Linked DNA regions of Mus musculus: region 1 is linked to region 2. A link is a contact called in public promoter capture Hi-C data. All regions are on one chromosome and are shown on one strand. The core of a region is the stretch at or near the end of the contact, and the rest is flanking DNA. Distances in the headings are between cores, read along the strand shown.

Region 1 (2,700 bases), core at 199-2,698, 300 kb after region 2:
CTAAGAAGTGGTGCTCAGGTAACTTTTAAAGCCAGAGACTTCAAAACCGTGTGTCCTCACCAGCTCTTCACCAGCTGCACCGAAGGAGTGTTCACTAAGCGGTCAGGCAGGATGTCAATCTCCTTCAGGATATTGGCCAGGCGGACGGGCAGCTCTTGCCGCAGAAAAGCAAAGGACGTTCTTTCACAGGCATTTTCTGAACCTGTAGTGGGTGAAGCGTGTTCAGTTTGGGGGAAAATTTGAGACTAAATAGCAAATACAAAGGATGTTGTAAAATAATATCTTAACTACAGTTAGCTTAGTGCTTATAGACACTTTAAAGCTAGATCTTTAGTGCCTTTTTCTTTCTGTCCAATTTCACCCCCTTTTCACTTTTTAAGAGTGACCAATATAGGTGAAATACTGTTTATTTTCTTTATGAAAAGAAAAAAATAAGCCCACGGTGGAGAAATCAGACCACTCTCCAGTTATTTCTATGCGTGAGTCCAGGGCCTGTACCACAAACTCAATAACACACCCTTAATGAGTATGAACCTGAAAGGGTCTGGGTAGAAGGAGACAGAGGCCTTTCCAGACTAGCAACAAACAATACCACATTGACATCTTGAAATGTTCCATATGCCACCGCGGAAGAAAAGGAGTAACTGTCTTTTTTTTTTTTTTTTTGTAGTAGTAGTAGTAATGTAAATACTTGTAAAACAATAAAGGAGAAATAGTAAAGATGCCTGCTAGGCATGCCAAGAGATCAGCGGGGTGTGTGTGGAGGCGGGGAGTATGAGTTTAAATCTGTATCTATCAATCTAAGGTAAGTTTGTGTTATTAGGAAATTGGGAAGAAAGGAGTTAGTTTAGCTTCTAGTCCATTATTAAAATGGTGGCTGAAAGGATATATATATATATATATATATATATATATATATATATATATATATATATATATACACACTCAAATGATCTAGACAGTGAGAAGAGAAAAGTAGATTCGAAGTTGAGCATCAGTATGGTTACAAGTGACTTAGCCTTTCTGGTACAAACTGTCAGAAAGTAACCAAACTAGGAAAACAGGTGCACAGCCTTTTGAGAATCCCGAGTTCTTCGGTCAAAGAGACCTCAGTCGTCCTAGCCCTGAACTCAGCCCTTCCCATCCTGGGGCCTCCCCAGCCTCAGCGCCACCCTCCTGGGCCCTGCGTCGCCCGCCTCTCACCAAAGTCCAGCAGCTGCTTCATGGACAGCGGGGACGGGCTGTAGCGGGAGAACAGCTCGACCTCCCTGGGGACCAGGCTGGCGCTGCTCAGCGAGCTGGCGCTGCGCATCACGAAGCGGGCTGCCTTCATCCTGACGCCCACCTAGGCTGGCGGTGGTTAGGATCCGTAGGGTTGGCGAGGGCTGCGGGTCAGGAGCGCGGTCGAGAGGGAGCAAGTGCGTTGTGGTCCCAGGGTCCCGGGTGCTCGAGCCTGGGTGAAGGGTTGACACTTGGGTCTTCCCACCACCCGATGTCTTGCCTTTTATCTACCTCCACGCCCTCTCCACAACTCCAGCCAGGAGGAGGCTCTGGGACTCTGAACTTGGGGCCACACCAATCAGCTCAGAGAAAGAACTTTGGGCTCCTCCCTTTGGCCGCGGTCACTAGAAAGGCCTGGCACAGTGATCCCGACACGGTTTCCATGGCCTGCAAGGGGCAAAGGGTGAGAGGGAGGAGGGTTGGGGTGGGATAGGGGGAGCAGCCACAGCAGGCATCCGGGATGACGTGGGCCCCCTTGGGATAGATCCCAGGTCGCTAGGACTTCAGGCCCGCCCAGACTTGTCCTTGTTTACAACTCCAGAGCCATCTCAATGTCACGCATTCCTAGCCAGAAACTGTTTCCAAGAATCTCACCGCGGAGCGTGCATTGGTGTTCGCTCAGAGCGGGACTTTTACAGTAGCCAATCATCTGCTTACTAAAGTATGGGCTTCTTTGCCATTGGACCTCGAAAGCAAGGACCACCCTACAGTTTTATCCACTTTCTTCTTAGCGAACAGCTCAAGTTTAGAAACTGCCTAAATAGGCTTATTATTAATGTGGTGGAAAATCCCAGTTCACTTCTCTCCTGTAACACTTTCTACCTGTTAATTAAATGCAAACTAAAGAGCGATTTGCTGAGGGTTTGGCTGGCCCTGTAGTCCCCCTTCCCTGTCATTCCCCTCTTTCTCTAAGGCCTTCTAGTTTGCTCTTGACCGCCCTCCACTCCCCAGTCTGCTCCAAAAGCTCTTTCTTCATTGCGGCTGCCCTCCTTCCAAAAAGCAGCCTTTGTCACTAGCAGGCACCAGTAGCATATTTTAGTTATTTGGGCTCTTTCATTTCCCAGAGGCTCAGTGCATCCTACCCTACTTTGTTACTGCCCAATATTGACCTCCCTAATGACTGCTGTTGAAACATGCTAGCGGGTCATAACACTCTCATCCTAACCTCTCTCGTCCTCCCGTTCACTCTAAATGGACTGTAGAATGAAGCCAGTGTTTAGGGACGCTGTAACGACTTGGTTGCAAATGCAATGTAATGGGAACTACTAATAGTAATAAACTGCAAGGGCAGTTTGTTATCCAAGGCACCCTTAGCCTTCGACCCTTGCATATGAGGAGACTGGGGTGTTATGAAAGTCATAGATGACGGTGGGTGCACTCTTTGCATTTTCCCCCATGAGAGCTCACCCAGTCACAGGA
Region 2 (2,700 bases), core at 42-2,541:
GTCCATGTTCATTAATTTTTTACTTCAGAGTAAATAACACAATAGTATTGACTAAAACTTTTTCAGGAGGATGGTGTGTAGACTTTGGACCCTCATAAAGGGTTATCATAAAACTTCTTATATATCTCTAGCCTCCTGCCCATTAACACTCTGGTGGGTTCCTAAATTCTTTCAAGGGAAGCAGGAAATAATACCACTGAATAGCTACTGCATTCCAGGCTTCTTGTTAGTAGTTTTCTGTGTATGGTACCATGGCTGGTTTATTGGAGCATTCAGTGGTTAGAGATGCAGTGTTGTGCCCAAGATAGCTTGATCAAAGCAAAGCCAGACAAGCAGTGGAGTTCACGATGCCCCTTACCTCAGCCCAGCACCCTCTGGAGCATGTAGGCTACCCCAGGGATCAGTTGCTCCCGGTGGGCCAGTTATAAGCAGTCTTTCTGTCTATTTCCTTAGTGGAATCTCAGATTGAGATTCTCCAAGCCAGGAAGGTTTACTACATCTAGTACTACATCTTTTTCACTAATGTATTGACTAGCAAACTAACTCCATCCCCCAATACACACACACACAGACACACACACACACAAACACACATACACAGACAGACAGACACACACACAGACATACAGACACACAGACACACAGACACACACAGACACACAGACACACAGACACACACACACACACAGACACACAGACACACACACACATACACACACACCAGTCTGGCATTTGGAATTTATTTTTTAAAGCCAGGTTAAAAAGTGACTGTAGCTAGGCACACAGACCTTGCAGAAATATCATTTGTGTACCCTGACCCTCTCTAGCTCTCAGACACAGGGCAGGTTTTTAACAAGCACAGGGAAGACTGACAACATCTATGAGGCACTCTGAGATGTGCATCCTACCCAGTGCCTATAGATTTAAAGAACCAGGAGGGGTGTGGAGGAGCTCCTGGACCTGGCAGGGGTAGGAACCACGTGGCTGCAGCCCTCACCCCAACCACCCCAACACAACTTACTGATAGGAAGACCGATGGTTCTTGTAAAGTGCCAACACCAGTCCCACGAGGGTGAGTGCTAGCAGCTTCGCCATGGCCTGAGACAGATGGACAGGCTGAGGATGGACAAGTGCAGCAACACTGGTCAGTCCTGAGACCTGCAGCCCAGTGGCTTTGACAACTCTGGATTGGCCGGCCAGAGCCTGTCTGAGGCCCGCCCCCAAGTGCCACAGCTCCAATTTAGCCAGAGTCCTCCAGAGGCACTCTGCTGGCTAGGTGCTTCATTTCCCTCATCTACCCAACCCATCCCCCAATTATAAGGCGAGAAAAGGCAGACATAAACTGGTCTGGAGGGGATTAAGCAAGCAGGAGGAAACAGAGAGCCCTGGGAAAAAATGTGCCAGGAGGGTGAGCCCTTTGCTTTGTGCCAGGAAATAAGTAAATAAACAAACAAAGCAGTTCTAATCCTTGTGGCTCAGAGGGGTTCACCATGATAACAGCCAATTACGAGCACAGAAAAGAGTGCCTAGGTCGGAAGCCCTAAGGTGCAGGCCGTCCTCACCAGGAGGCCCACACAACCGCAGCCTCACAACACCACCATTTCAGAATATCTCCTTCTCCCAGTGCCGCTTCTAAGTTCCAGCTCCCCAAGACATAATATTCCACCATTCAGCATCTCTCTTATGTGACTGAGGTTTATTGAGTGCCAGCTATGTACCAGGCACTGTTCAAGATGCTAAGAGGCATGACAAGTCTCTATGGAGCTTACATCAAGTGAGGGGAGTCAAAGAAATCATCTCTGTGGAGGCCAGTGCGGCTGCGCAGAATGCACGGGGACTTGCTGCCAAGCCTACCAACCTGAACTCCGTGACTAAGACTTGTGTGGTGGAAGGAGGCTTGACTTCCGCTGCTTGTCCTCTGACTTTCTCATGTGCGTGTAAAGATGCTTGCGCGCACATGAGTGTACACACACACACACACACACACACACACACACACACACACACACAAACACACACACACACGAGAGAGAGAGAGAGAGAGAGAGAGAGAGAGAGAGAGAGAAGGAGGAGGAGGAGGAGGTTATTTAAAGAAACATAAAGATGATACTTGTAATGCTGTGAATAGCGATTTGTGTACTAAACATGGGTCACAGAGACAAATAACGCAGGAGAAGTTGGGAGTGATTTCCGGGCTAGTTCAGAGTAGTAGGAGAGGCCCAGTGGAAGGAGGGGTGCACCCAGGGCCTTCAGCGCTCTTCCAGCCTCATCTGGGTACTGCTTGCTTCATCTAACCCCAGTCCCTCCCTTTGCTCTGCATCTCCTTTCCTTTCAAGTCATTTGGTCCCAATTGCACTTTCCCTCCTTTGCAATGTTCTCCTCTTTCCACTTTCTAGAATATTTGTCAGGTGCCAGTGTGCTTTAGTTCTCAGGTAAAGCGGTTGATTTCATAACCTAAGTACTGCCCTATGTTTCTGCTCCCTTGGGAACACTGAGCCTTAAACTTGAGCTTCTGTGTAACAAAGGGCACCACCCTTCAGGAGGGTCCACAGGAAAGGGAGCGACCTTAGGGAAGATGGGCAGTAATTGTTTGCCTTCTTGCCATGTCCACTTGCCATATTATGTGAATGAAGGTGCAAATGAAGCCTTTTGGACCTTCTAGGACAGACCAGGAACCAGCTGCATGAGGTAAGGTCCTGT

Evidence for each region. Promoter capture Hi-C pulls out the DNA fragments that hold promoters and counts their contacts.
Region 1: a promoter capture Hi-C map of liver shows a contact between it and region 2, with 2.3 times the contacts expected there. The contact joins the promoter of Pdk4 here to the promoter of Pon1 in region 2. A contact is called at or near these places in 1 of 39 promoter capture datasets (liver), 1 of 15 datasets of contacts at CTCF or cohesin (the NIH/3T3 cell line) and 2 of 484 Hi-C or Micro-C datasets (both in liver).

Annotation. Positions count from the first base shown.
Region 1 is chr6:5,494,830-5,497,529 of GRCm38.p6, forward strand. Pdk4 (pyruvate dehydrogenase kinase, isoenzyme 4) reads right to left here and starts at 1,449. Exons shown (of 11, transcript NM_013743.2): 1 at 1,204-1,449; 2 at 61-202. The coding sequence starts at 1,333.
Region 2 is chr6:5,192,655-5,195,354 of GRCm38.p6, forward strand. Pon1 (paraoxonase 1) reads right to left here and starts at 1,292. Exons shown (of 9, transcript NM_011134.3): 1 at 1,022-1,292. The coding sequence starts at 1,095.